Linked DNA regions of Triticum aestivum: region 1 is linked to region 2. A link is a contact called in public HiCAR-type data. All regions are on one chromosome and are shown on one strand. The core of a region is the stretch at or near the end of the contact, and the rest is flanking DNA. Distances in the headings are between cores, read along the strand shown. Region 1 overlaps LOC123113464 (leucine-rich repeat receptor-like serine/threonine-protein kinase BAM1). Region 2 has its middle 13 kb from the start of LOC123113463.

Region 1 (6,664 bases), core at 2,236-4,735, 210 kb after region 2:
CATTGGAAACTTCTCTGGTGTTCAGAAGCTGCTACTTGATCGCAACTCGTTCTCCGGCGTGTTGCCTGCCGAGGTTGGGCGGCTGCAGGAGCTGTCAAAGGCCGACCTTAGCGGCAATGCGATCGAGGGAGGTGTGCCGCCGGAGATTGGGAAATGCCGGCTGCTCACTTACTTGGACCTGAGCAGGAACAACCTCTCCGGGAGGATTCCTCCGGCCATCTCTGGAATGAGGATACTGAACTACCTCAACTTGTCCAAGAACCACCTTGATGGAGAGATACCTCCATCCATCTCCACAATGCAGAGCTTGACGGCGGTCGACTTCTCATACAACAACTTATCCGGGCTCGTCCCAGGGACCGGCCAGTTCAGCTACTTCAATGCCACATCTTTCGTTGGCAATCCAAACCTGTGTGGACCATACCTTGGTCCATGCCGCCCTGGCATTGCTGATGCTGGTCACACCAACCATGGCCATGGAGGGCTGTCTAGTACCATCAAGCTGCTCATTGTGTTAGGCTTGCTTCTTTGCTCCATTATATTTGCCACCGCGGCGATTCTGAAGGCGCGGTCGTTGAAGAAAGCCAGTGATGCACGGATGTGGAAACTCACTGCATTCCAGCGCCTTGATTTCACCTGTGATGATGTGCTCGATTCCCTGAAAGAGGAGAACATTATTGGCAAAGGCGGGGCTGGAACTGTGTACAAGGGATCAATGCCCAATGGTGATCATGTGGCCGTGAAGAGGCTCTCTGCAATGGTCCGTGGCTCATCGCATGATCATGGATTCTCAGCAGAGATACAAACACTTGGGAGGATTCGGCATCGCCATATTGTGCGCCTGCTAGGCTTCTGCTCAAACAATGAGACCAACCTGCTGGTGTATGAGTATATGCCCAATGGTAGTCTTGGGGAGCTTCTCCATGGCAAGAAGGGCGAACACCTGCACTGGGACACTCGGTACAAGATTGCCATTGAAGCTGCCAAGGGGCTGTGCTACCTGCACCATGATTGTTCACCACTGATACTTCACCGTGATGTCAAGTCGAACAATATACTTCTTGACTCTGACTTTGAAGCTCATGTGGCCGACTTCGGGCTGGCGAAATTCCTGCAGGACACCGGCGCATCAGAATGCATGTCTGCCATTGCTGGTTCATATGGCTACATTGCTCCAGGTATTAAAACATGTATTCCTTTAGTTAAATTCAGGTAGCCTACTCTGAAAAGATGCACAATACTGATGTCATAAATACTTTGATTCTTATTGCAGAGGCTTGTTATAACATTGTGCTGTATGTAGTACTTAGCAATTGTTTACTGATATGACTTAGCTAGTAGTTTTGATGAGTATTCCAATGCTTACTGACACCGGTCAAGTTATAAGAGTTTCCTTCCCAAGCCCGCTATCAAGATGTAGATTCTAAAAATTGAGACATTGAGTCGTTCTTTTATTAGTCCTGAATCACATCTGTAAACATAGCGTCTGCTTCTTAGTACCACCTCATTGCAATTAATTCGTAACTCGTAAGAGGTTTTTGATTTAAGAAAGCAGGCACTCCCTGTCTATAGTTAGGTTCAGTTACTTCAATTCTTTGTCTTGTACTCTAACTTGACATTTCTCTAGCTGCGAAAGAACGTCAGTGTATCACTTTCTAACTAACCAATCTTGCATTATTTTGTCATCCGTGGCTGTCCAGAATATGCATACACCCTCAAGGTCGATGAGAAGAGCGACGTCTACAGCTTCGGCGTGGTGCTTCTGGAGCTCGTCACCGGGCGTAAACCTGTGGGGGAGTTTGGCGACGGCGTCGACATTGTCCAGTGGGTCAAGATGATGACAGGCCCAAACAAGGAGCAAGTGATGAAGATCCTGGACCCGAGGCTGTCGACCGTGCCGGTGCACGAGGTCATGCACGTATTCTACGTCGCCCTGCTGTGCACCGAGGAGCACAGCGTGCAGCGCCCGACGATGCGGGAGGTCGTGCAGATCCTGAGCGAGCTCCCAAAGCCAGCTGCCAACCAAGATGGAGAAGAAGAGCTTCCTCTCTCCTGCGAAGGACCTGAATCCAACCCTCCTGCCCCAACCAGTTACACCGAGGCACCAGCCGGCGACGCGAAAGATCAGCAGCCGCAGCAGCAGCACACAAGCTCGGAGTCGTCGCCTCCTGATCTCATCAGCATCTGATCATCCAAGTACCCGGAAGCATCGCCGTCCGTCGCAAATATGTTGGGGCTTCCTTTGATCGTGCAAGCTTAGGCCTGAATCTGGGGTTCGTTGGGTGAGAGACTTTGTTGGTGTTGTGCTGTACATATCCAAGCTGCTTTGGTGGTGGGGGTGTCCAAGAGCTTCCAGTTTGGTGTGTGTTTGCCTGTTTGGTACTTTGCTTTGCTGCTTGTAGCCGTAGGGATTATGTGGTAGTGGAGCCTTTGATGATCTTTCCTTGTGCAATGTAGTAGTAGTATCAGTAGTAGCCATCTACTAAATGCCAAGCTCCTTTCCGGTCCGGTCCAGCATGAGAATCTGAAAAATCTTTGTTGTGGAACCATGGTCCTCTTTAAACTTTAAAGTGGCTTCTGTTGATCTGCAAATGTTTGCAGTAGGAGTACCACTTCATCACCAATGCTGTAGTACCAAAGAAAGAAAAGCGCTTTCTTTCTGCCCTCTGAGAAGAATGATAATTGCAAAGCGCTTTTTGTGCTGCCAAAGCGTTCGATTGATGCTGCTCCCTTTTTGACTTTGCTTGACGTTCAGAGACGATCAAGGAATCCTTGCTGATCCGAGGCCAAGCCGGCTTGCGAATGTCAAACAAACGACGCTTTGCCCTCGGCGTAACGCCAAGCAGCAGCATCCGAATGTGATCAGATCAGCAGCACTAGTGAGTGCACCAGTAGGGTCTAAACTCTAGACTAATGTCAGGCGATTCGCTGCCTGAGGCCCCATCTAATCTAATCTAATGATGATCGATGATGATGATGCGCCTCGGCGACCCCCTGACCCTGTGGGGACGGGGGTTAAATAATCATGCCGCACCGGCGCACGGCCGCTGCGACGTCGTCAGGCCGGATGATGGCTGATGGGGGCACGCACCGCCGTGGAACGGGACGGCGAACGGCCGGCGTGCCTTTCCACGGCCCCTCTCCCTCGTCTCCTGGCTCCCTTGATCTGATCTTACCTACCCTGCTTTTGCTCCGGTGCACACCCAACGGAAAGTCAATCTATTCTAGGGTTGTCCATGGAGTTTATCTACGCACGTACCGTGCCCTCGTCCTCGGCCTCCGGCGAGATCTCGCCCCGCCGCCGTTTTTTGCAGAGAAATAATGGTGATACTGGTGCCAGGAGGCAACAGAAGGAGCGTGAAATTAGGTGGACAGTGCGATCGATGGCGCATTGGAATTTCGTGCTGCATTTGTACCGGGCCACTGTTGCCGTTTTCTTGGGTCCCGTCTCCTCCCGTTGGATGCATGCGTCCAAAGAGAATGGTCACATCCACAGCCAGACGCGACGCGACGACGGCACTCCAATCTGGATCGCACGCTGTGCCTGTTTGTGTTGGCCACTCCGATTTTTTGTCGAAAGAGACTCCCTGTTCACTGGAATTGACAAAAAAGACCCCATCAAATAAAATTGACAAAAAAGACCCCTCTCGGCCGTGACGGCAGCCGCGCCAGGCGACACGTGGCACCCGCCTGGCGCCTGCCGCCAGCAGGCGAGGTGGCAGCCTTCGAGTAACTGCGAGCGGCGAGGCGGAACGGAACGGAGGCCGATGGTGAGACCGGCCGCCAGCATGGGAGGCGGCAGCAATGTGCCCTGCCGCCTGGGGGCGTGGCCACGGTCCTGTGCGTGCCTGCTGCTGCCGATCGCTGCGTCGGGACTAATGCGCCGCTTCTTTTTTCAAGAAGATACGTTGCTGGATCCTCGCCCTGGTGTGTGACACACGAAAAAAGTTGTTTGACTGTCCAGGTTCTAGAGTAATTAGACAAAAGCAATCAGCCAGTGGAGTGATAAGCACGAATTTGATTGATTGAGCGGCAACGTACCTATCCATCTAACTCGTGGATTCGCATCCCATTCCCTGCCATGCATGCATGCATCTTCCATGGCGTGTTGCGCGCACTGCCCCTATGCCACCTAGCCATAACGAAATTCGGCAGCAGCAGGCACGCACAGGCGTGCCGCCACGCCCCCAGGCGGCAGGGCACAGTGCTGCCGCCTCGCCCACTAGCGGCATGTCCCACCACCGCCCTCCGTTCCGTTCCGCCTCGCTGCTTGCTGTAACTTGAAGGCTGCCGCCTCGCCGGCTGGCGGCAGGCGCTGCCGCCTGGCACCGTGGCGGCAGGTGCCACGTGTCGCCTGGCGCGCCTGCCGCCACGGCCGAGGGGTCCTTTTTGTCAATTTCATTTGAAAGGGGTCTTTTTTGGCAATTCTATCGGGTAGGGAGTCTCTTTCGACAAAAAATTGGCCACTCCCGAGTCCTGCCCACTCATCCATATCCAATTATTGGCGTGGCCTCAGCCTCACATAAACTAAGGTCGGTCACGTAACTTCATTTCCGCCCCGTGTCCACTGTAATAAAACCCGGGTGATCGGGCGGTTCCTTCTTCTAGACCCGGCCTGGTTCTTGTAGCGGGAGTAGTAGCCTGTTGATCGCTTGGCGGTTCTGCCTTCTGTGGAGCGAGCGAGCAAGCAAGCAAGCAGTGGCACCGCTATTATTGAGACGCAACACTACTCCGACCACAGCTTTTAGTATCTCTCTACCTCTCTTGTTGGTGGCTGGTCAGAGATCAGATCAGATGATGACGCGGGCTCTGCCTTTCCACACTGTTCAGTTATTCACCCCAAGGCTATTTACACTCGCCTGCGGGCTGCGGCTGTGCCTGGCTAAAATAGGGAAAAATAACTCTCACCGGAGTCACGGTTTCTGCCTCTGTCGCTCGCTCTGGTTCATGGCCGGAGACAACGGCCAGTGCGAGCTTAATCCGTGTCGTCTCAACTCCGAAGTCTGAAGCCAAGCAAGCTGTGCGCGCAGGAGATGAGACCTACAGTAGCTATGAGGAGGTATAGGCAGGCAGATAGTGGAGTCCATGTGCCAACGATCTACTCTTCCAGGCAGACAGACAGCCAGACAAAGCACACGGGTTAGGTTCTGAACTAACAGGTTCAGTCCAAAACACAACACAACACAACGCCGGAGTTGGTGAATCAGATAAAGCGTAACTGAAGCGGAAGTCAGCGCCGAGGACGTCGTCGTCGTCGTCGTCTTTACCAGCCAGTGTTTGCCGAAAAGAAAAGAGAGTCGGTGGGCTCACGTGGTATAGCTATCATAAGGGGCTCCGTTGTGGTGGTGGTGCAGGGCTTCTTTCTTCTCTACTCTGATGAAGAGGACGTCCGTCCACCTAGCCGAAGCGAGGGCATACAGGAGCACCGCACACGGAACAACTGCTCTCATCTGGAGTCGGGAGCAACATACAGCGGTGTAGCACAGTTCAGTCACATGGGGGAGGCGAACCACTGCGACTGCGAGGGACCGTCGTTCTCGATCGCGCACGCGTGCGCGCGGTAGCAGACTTGTGCATGCAGCGACCAAGGCTCGCTCTCCGTGCTCCTGTTCGTGTCCGTGGTTGCGTCCCGTGGGCATGGGCCCGTCTATCCGACGCCGCTGTCTCGACGGTCGCAGGCTGTGCACCCGACCCGCGTGCGTCATCCTGCTCGATATTAGGCTCGCACGTAATGTAAAGAAGGTCGCCGGCGCAGCGCGCGGCGGGCACCACTGAACTGAACTGAAGCGGAGCATCATTGGTTGCCGACGGAGCGCGGAGGAGGCCGGACGGAGTCACGGAGATGGGAGGCATTGCTACACCTACACGCCGCCACGGAAACGGAAGCCAGCCTAGCTAAGCGTGCTGAACTGGGACAGGCACGTCTAAGTCAGAGCTGTGATCGGGCAAACTCAGCACGGCCAGCCCTACATTTTCTGGGTAACTGGATGCAGAAGCGTGAAGTGCAACGCCACGGAACGCGGCTGCAAATGGGGAGGTCCAAAAATTCCTCAGCATTTGACCGGCCGCCTACTGTTTGCAACAGATAGCATGAAAGCCAGCTCGGCTTCTCTTCTTTTCGGACGCACTCATGCATGTATCCCAACCATCGTGATCTGAATGCCGGTCCTCAGGCCAACTCCACCGCGCGATCCTATCCTGCCTGTCCCGTCCGTTTGAGGTAAAAGGTACAAACGAGACGGCCCAGCGCGCGGGCGCAAACGGACAAATGTCCAGATTTCGTCCGTTCTCGACCCATCCCGGGCCCAAACTTGCGCTCGGTTTGGAGTGAAACGGACGCGCGCGGACGACCGAGACACACGCCCTTGTCCCCCCGTGGCCCGCCTGTCGGGGACACTAGCAGTCCCTCCGCTCCCAACGCTTCACCCTCTCTCCCCACCCCGCCCCGCCGCCGGCGCCGCCCCTATTCTCCGGCCGCCTCCTCACCGCGCAGCCCCCCGCCGTCCATACCAAACCACGTCTCGACATGGCCGCCACCACGCCCGCGCTTTCGCCGTAGTTTTGGTCGTCTATCGGGGGAGGTCTATCGGCGGAGGGGACACGACTGCCGGCGACGGACCACGGCGGCCGAGGCAGATTCCGACGAGAGCTCCAGAGCGGCCAG
Region 2 (7,237 bases), core at 1,566-4,065:
AAAACACAGTACGTGCAAGCAAACAAATAGTACGGATCAGGCTGTAAGTGGGACGCTCCGCGGGAGGCCCGCATCCGCCCCACATCTGCCGCGTAGATTAAATGGGATACCCGCCAAAGCCCATATATTATTATGTGGGATATAAGTGGGTTTAGTGGAATACCCACTTAATTGATGCAGATGTATCTGTTGAAATACGTTCGCACTGTCATCTTGAGGTGGTGAGCTACCATCACTGGTTCCTTGGGAGCTCTAACAGCTCGTCTACATAATGCGCACCTACAGCCGGCATGCACGGCATGCCTTGGCCTAGTGCTCTAGTGCCGTTGTACTTGCAGCACCAACAAACAACGCTGCTATAATTAACTGGCCGTATAATTAACTCTTCAGTAGCAAGACGAATAGAGAGGCAAAATTTAAACAGTACAATGCCCACCTAGTCAATACAGAAACTTAATTATAGTTCATACAGAAACAGAGAATAGATTATTTGTCATGCGGAGAAACAGAGAGCAGGCACAGTACAACCACCATTCTTAGTCTCTCAAAAGGATCTACTAACAGTTAATCATGCAGGAACTTAACATCACACACATAGCAGCAGCGCATACATGCATAAAATTCAGTTAAAACCTCGAGCTTTGCATGGATTGGAAGAGGGGGAAACAGCAGCAATCTTCCTTCTCTTGTCAATTGCAGATTCTCTCCTCTTGGAACTTTTCCTTCCAGATTCTTGGTCGATGCCTGCGGTAGGCCTCTTCTCGCAGTCCTTTCCAGTGGCGCCGGCAGCAGGAATGGTGGGAGAAGAGAATTATGTGGTGGTGGGAAGAGTTGCGGCTGCGGAGGTACATGGCGGCGCTGGGGCGGCCGGCAGCCGCGACGGAGATAGACGGCGGCGCTGCAGCGCCCAATGCGGGGATGGACGACGACGCTCGTGCGGCCATAGAGGAGGTCGACGAACTCAATAGGTTGGCCATGGAGGTGGACGACGTGTATAGGCCGGCCACGGCGGCGCGGCCATGGCTGGCAGCGAGTCCTAATCCCCGCGGCGTGCCCAGGCTAGTCAGTTAGGTGGGTTCGATGTGGGCATCATGGGATAACCCACATATTCCACATGTCGGGATGTGCTGACCGTGGGTGTCCACGAACGCAAAATAAACGGGCCTTTAAGTGGGCACCGTGGGCTTCCCGTGGTAGAGTAGTAGCATCGAGCTGCTTGGGGCGGTAAATAAGACGAGCGTGGTTGATTAGGCAAACAAAGATGGCTGGCCCCGTCTCTCTGTCTCTGTGTTTGTGCGTGTGAGTAGGTGTTTTCAAAGAGATAGACGACGGCTTTGCACGGGGTACAGGGCGCGGCCAGCTCGGAGCTTGCAACTTCGCGGGTAGGAGTAGTGATCCCACTGAGCATATAACTATACTGGCCGCAAAAACACTACGCTGCCGCCATTTGTTTACTTAGCTCTAGGCTAGCACCATCCCACGCCCTAATCTAGGACATAATTGATCATTACTACGACGTTGAAAAACTCTGGCCAAGCACCAGTATAATAGCCTTATCAAGCCGTAATCTAATTAGTCAGCTGCATCCATTCAACGGAGCTTAACTCCAAAAACTTTGATGGGAGTACTCCATCAAGCGAGAAGAAACCACACAGTGCTGCTACTACAATCAAAGATTTGATGGGAGTACGTGACCGCCGTGGAGCCTCCCTTGGAACCATGCATTCACGGTCGCCTATACATGGGCAGGGAGAATCTCCGCCCTCCCTTTGTTTCTTTTCACCTGCTCCAAAGCGCCTTGGCTCACATGGGCGTGGGGTAGAGAGCCTTGGCCTTCACTTTCTTTCTTCTTTTACCAGGCCCGGGACCTTGGAAATTATACAACACTACTACTTGCATTATTGACTACTAATTGATCACACTAGTGGTAGCAGTAATATTTTGATCTTAGTATCTGCCATGGTTAGTTTAAAGATGAGCCCTACTCCGCATGATTTTGTAGGGCCTTTGTTAAGATCCCACCTTCACTTCACCTCGACACATGCAGTTTGGGAGGGGCACTTATCACCATCATCATCATTGGTGTCTGCTCTTAACCTCAGCTAGCGATCGATAAAAGCTGTGGTGATTGCTGAATAAAGAAAGCTAAAACTTTAACTTATCTGCCTTTTGCCAGTGACTTTGTGCAAAAGTGACTGTTGGTGCTTACTAGCAGCTTAATCATTCTTGCCTCTGCGTCCATTCAAACACAAACAAGCAGGGCAGTCACCAGTCAGTGCTGACGAGGAAAGCCCGTGTCACCCCCGTCATCAAGCATTCAGATTCATATCCCATGCTGTCACTGCTGCCAGTTTGCTTCAGTGGCCCTTAACCTCGCAGTAACTACACCATGCCTGCTTAACCTGTAAACACTGACAGCAGCATGCAGCACGTAGCGCAGTACAGTATTCACGGCATGCATTGCGTCATGCAGTCAAAGAAGTGTTACTGTAATCTTTTTTCTCACCGGATGGGTCCGTCTCCGTCCGTCCTCCAGTTGTGTCCTCCGGTCCTCGTCTGCGGCCAGCCAATGGCGAAACTCTGAGGAGGGGGAGTAGAACAGAGCGGGAGGGGGAGAGGGTGGTGGAAATTTTCCTCGGAATCACGCGAGCGAAAGCAGTGGGTGGTGGTGGTACGGGGTCTGATGTGCTGTGGTGTGCTGGGGGCCAGTGCAGGGCGAGCGCAAGACAATCGCAAGAATTTGACCGGCCTGGCATCTAGCGCCGAGCGGGGGGCGGTGGGCCCCGCGGCGTCGGACACGGGACCGGGGGCGCGCGGTAGAAAACAATGATACTCCCGCCACCAACAGCGACAGCGAGTGAGAGTGAGCCTGCTTGCTCAAGTGGTACTGACGCTGTGAATGGCCCGCGGTAAAAGGAAATCTACTGTAGGAAAGTGAAGCTGCGACTGTTAAGGACTGAATAATCTCCAGTACTGCTACTCCCTGCGGTTAATACCTATGGATGCGTGATGATCAGTTGGTTTCACTGTGTGTCTGTCTGTGTACGAGCAGTCGGCCACCTCTGGTCTCAGCCGGGCTGACTGACACCGCGGGTTAATTCGCGCAGCCTCTCCCTGCAGGATTAGCTGCGGGTTTCTGAGAAGGGAATTGATGACACGGTTTTGTTTACTGTTCTGCTCACCCGTGGCGAGTCGAGTCGAGTCAGCGTTGTTGGTGAAGTTATAAAGCTGCTCTTAATGCACTGTGAGTATATCACGTACGGTGCACTGTATAGCAGCTGGTATACGGCCCATGAACATGTACAAAGAAACAGAGAGTAGGACAAGGGAGTAGTACTGTACCGGAGGCATTGATCGGCCGCCCGCCATTGACTCCGACCATTCCCCGGGTCAGAGTTGCCGGTGAGGCTTCCGATCCGATCGATTAAATCCGCCCCTGAATGCGCAGCCGGAATCCGAGTCGGCGACGTACGACCGAGGGCATCGACCCCAGGAATCCGAGGATACGTCCGACACGTAGCTGTAATGTGTAAACCTCCAAAATACGTACATGGGCCAGGCCAGGGGAGTGAAACCGCTGATTTTCCTCGGGCCAGCGGTGTTGTTCTACGGTCGCTGGGGTCGAGATTATACGGAGGGGCCGAGTTGTTGCCGCGAACGCAACGGGGGATTTGGCGGGTGTGCTCCATTGAAGGCAGGCGAAGTGCATTGCATTGCATGCGGGCGGTCCAGGCGACAAGATTCGCAGCTCCACTCCGGCCGCGAGGGAGGACCACGAGCCGCGCCCGCATACCTGCTACGATTCCCGGAGGTAAAACTCGCCGTGCAACTGTGGCCAGAAAAAAACTTGAAGCTCGCGAGCTAAATGAGTAGCTCGTGACTCGGCTCAAATAGACTCGCACTCGATCGAGTCAATATTCAGTTTAAGAAGGTGCTTGAATACGTTTTAGTCTCATAACTAAAAGTAGTGGGACTAAAACTTGCTAACCTCATCCATGCTTGGATACAAATACTAAATAGACTAAAATCGAGTTAATGAGCATTTATTATCCTTCAAACACTCCAATCCAGAACTCGCATGTGTTAAAGGAGAGGAGTTAAATGAGGAGAGCGAGGACTAATCCACATTTTAGTAGGGTTCCCCTGACTAAAATTTTTTAGTCTCAAGATTAGTTCTAGCCTTTCTTTAGTCAGGGGTGATTGAAACTTTAGCCTCTAAAAGAGACTAGTTTTATTCAAATTAAAAATAGTCTCTTGGATCCAAACATGCTCTAAGATCGTTTCTAGATCGAGTTAAATGAGCCAATCTCACGAGTACTCGTGTAACTCGTTAGTCTCGAAACAAAGGATCAGTCACTCTCAATAAAATAAAATCAGCCACTCAACACCTTGCATCCCAGGCGCACAACACAAGGCTCAGCCACCTAAGAAACTCACACGCCGCACGCGACGATTCTCTCCTTCCATCTATAGCGAAGTTATAGACGACCGATTCCCCTCCTGTCTTCTTTGTTTTTTTCTCCTGTGAATCGTGACGGCGGTGGCGCCGCGCCTACGCCGCACCCCACCTCTCTGGCCAGCGGCCTGCGCTTCTGAGGTGCGTGAGTCGGACACTCCCTGCCAACGCTGCTAATCTCCTCCTTATCTTCCTTTAGTTCCTTCTACTGCTGATCTATGCTTGCATTCTTCTGTCTGACTTACTGATATTACTGACAATTGTATGTTAAGCTTGTTGTCGGCGTAAAAAATCGGCAGACCTCGGGGTAGCTGGTCCCGAGCTGTGGATCTCGGACAAATGGTAATGGGAACAAGGGAGACGATATTTACCCAGGTTCGGGCCCTCTTGATGGAGGTAAAACACTACGTCCCGCTCTTGTTTATATTGATGGAGATGTATCGAGTAAAAGCTTGATCTACCTCGAGATCAAAGTTGTGTTCTAACCCTAGGGCTAGGTGAATGCAATTGTGATTATGTCCCTTCCATGGGATAAACCCTTTGGCTTATATACACGCCAGGTAGGGCATCTAGGGTTAAATGGTCGGTATCTAGGGGAGAGGCAGTAGGGGATGTCTTGGAGTGTACGTCAAGTCTTAAGCAGATGTAGTGATGTAGGGCAGGACCCTATGGGGCCGATCTTTCACGTTTGGAGTGGATCCTACGGGGGAACATGAAGAACGCGCGGAAGAACACGAGGGAAATCACGGGGAGGACCGAGAGGAACACTCAACCGACAAGTGATTGATCACACAAGGGCTAGATCACCGAAAGCATAAGGTAACACAAGATCCAAAGTCAACAAAGGGAAGATACAAAAGTAACCGTTCTTCTCCGTGAGGAGGTCTTGATTCTCTTCTCCGGATGGAGGCCTTGAATCCGAATGGATCTTCTCCGAAGAGGCACGGTCCCTCACGTGGAGTAGATCCGGTACGGATGAGCAATGCTCTATCTCAAAACGAGCTATCACAATGCTAACCCTATCTAGTAGAAAGTGTCGGAGTATATATAGTATAGGGCCATGAAAGGGTAAGTGAAGGCTACATGGGACTCGACCCAATACTCTGCGCACAGGCAGGCGTCGGACGTCCGGAGGCTCGGGAAGGTCCAGACGTCCGGAAAAGCTCGGACTTCCGTAGTTTCAGCTCTGTTGGGGACGAGTCGGACGTCCGGAGGGAGTCGGTCGTCCGGAGCTTCGGGACGGTCCGGACGTCCGTTGATCGCCGAACTTTCGTAGATTTGGCTCGGGTGGTGAAGTACCGGACGTCCGGAGGGGTTCGGTCGTCCGGGTCCTGGGAGTCATCGGACGTCCGGGCTGGGCCGGTCGTCCGTGGCCAGTAGCTCTGTCCTGCCTTCCTTCTCTCGGCTGTAGCATCTTCCAGGGCTCGGACGTCCGGGCCCGGCCGGTCGTCCGGTGCCTGTAGCTTCCCAAATGGCTCTTCTTCTTGATGTTCATGCTTAGTGTCCTTGCCACCTTGGCCATTGGGTGTAGCTATCCCGTGGCTCTCCTCCAAGTACCTGATCACACACAGAGTGTCCGTATGAGGTAGTAGCCAAGTCTCGTGAGTAGAGAGAGGGTGTTGGGAGAGGAGCGAGTTCACCTTATCCTCGATAGCCTTTGCTCTAGCTCTTGTCATGGGTCCAAGTGGTGTTGAGGGAGATGTAGGTACGTCCAGGGGGATGAGCATGAAGGAAATATGCCCTAGAGGCAATAATAAAGTTATTATTTATTTCCTCATATCATGATAAATGTTTATTATTCATGCTATAATTGTATTAACTAGAAACATGATACATGTGTGAATACATAGACAAACTTAATGTCACTAGTATGCCTCTACTTGACTAGCTCATTAATCAAAGATGGTTATGTTTCCTAACCATAGACATGTGTTGTCATTTGATTAATGGGATCACATCATTAGGAGAATGATGTGATTGACTTGACCCATTCCATTAGCTTAGCACTTGATCGTTTAGTATGTTGCTATTGCTTTCTTCATGACTTATACAAAGTTCCTATAACTATGAGATTATGCAACTCCCGGTTACCGGAGGAACACTTTGTGTGCTACCAAACGTCACAACGTAACTGGGTGATTATAAAGGAGCTCTACAGGTGTCTCCAAAGGTACATGTTGAGTTGGCGTATTTCGAGATTAGGTTTTGTCACTTCGATTGTCGGAGAGGTATCTCTGGGCCCTCTCGGTAATGCACATCACTATAAGCCTTGCAAGCAATGTAGCTAATGAGTTAGTTATGGAATGATGCATTACGTAACGAGTAAAGAGACTTGCCGGTAACGAGATTGAACTAGGTATTGGATACCGACGATCGAATCTCGAGCAAGTAACATACCGATGACAAAGGGAACAACGTATGTTGTTATGCGGTTTGACCGATAAAGATCTTCGTAGAATATGTAGGAGCCAATATGAGCATCCAGGTTCCGCTATTGGCTATTGACCGGAAACTATTCTAGGTCATGTCTACATAGTTCTCGAACCCGTAGGGTCCACACGCTTAACGTTACAATGACAGTTATATTATGAGTTTATAGTTTTTTATGTACCAAAGGTTGTTCGGAGTCCTGGATGTGATAACGGACATGACGAGGAGTCTCGAAATGGTCGAGACATAAAGATTGATATATTGGAAGCCTATATTTGGATATTGGAATCGTTCCGGGTGAAATCGGGATTTTACCGGAGTACCGGGGGGTTACCGGAACCCCCCGGGGTT

Evidence for each region. HiCAR-type assays count read pairs that join an accessible place to other places.
Region 1: a contact with region 2 is called in a HiCAR-type map of leaf, with 9 times the contacts expected there. The contact joins two enhancer-like sites. A contact is called at or near these places in 3 of 5 Hi-C or Micro-C datasets (leaf and an unstated tissue) and 1 of 1 datasets of contacts at active chromatin or transcription factors (leaf).

Annotation. Positions count from the first base shown.
Region 1 is chr5B:590,768,481-590,775,144 of IWGSC CS RefSeq v2.1, forward strand. It overlaps LOC123113464 (leucine-rich repeat receptor-like serine/threonine-protein kinase BAM1), which reads left to right. Exons shown (of 2, transcript XM_044534696.1): 1 at 1-1,178; 2 at 1,701-2,546. The coding sequence ends at 2,188. Among protein-coding and RNA genes, the nearest start is that of LOC123113464, 5.0 kb to the left of the region's middle. Within about 2 kb of position 3,486, at least 3 of the 8 cell types and tissues checked have an H3K27ac peak or open chromatin away from gene starts, as enhancers often do. A contact at or near this core is called in leaf, where this site is marked.
Region 2 is chr5B:590,556,521-590,563,757 of IWGSC CS RefSeq v2.1, forward strand. No RefSeq gene overlaps it. Among protein-coding and RNA genes, the nearest start is that of LOC123113463, 13 kb to the left of the region's middle. Within about 2 kb of position 2,816, at least 6 of the 8 cell types and tissues checked have an H3K27ac peak or open chromatin away from gene starts, as enhancers often do. A contact at or near this core is called in leaf, where this site is marked.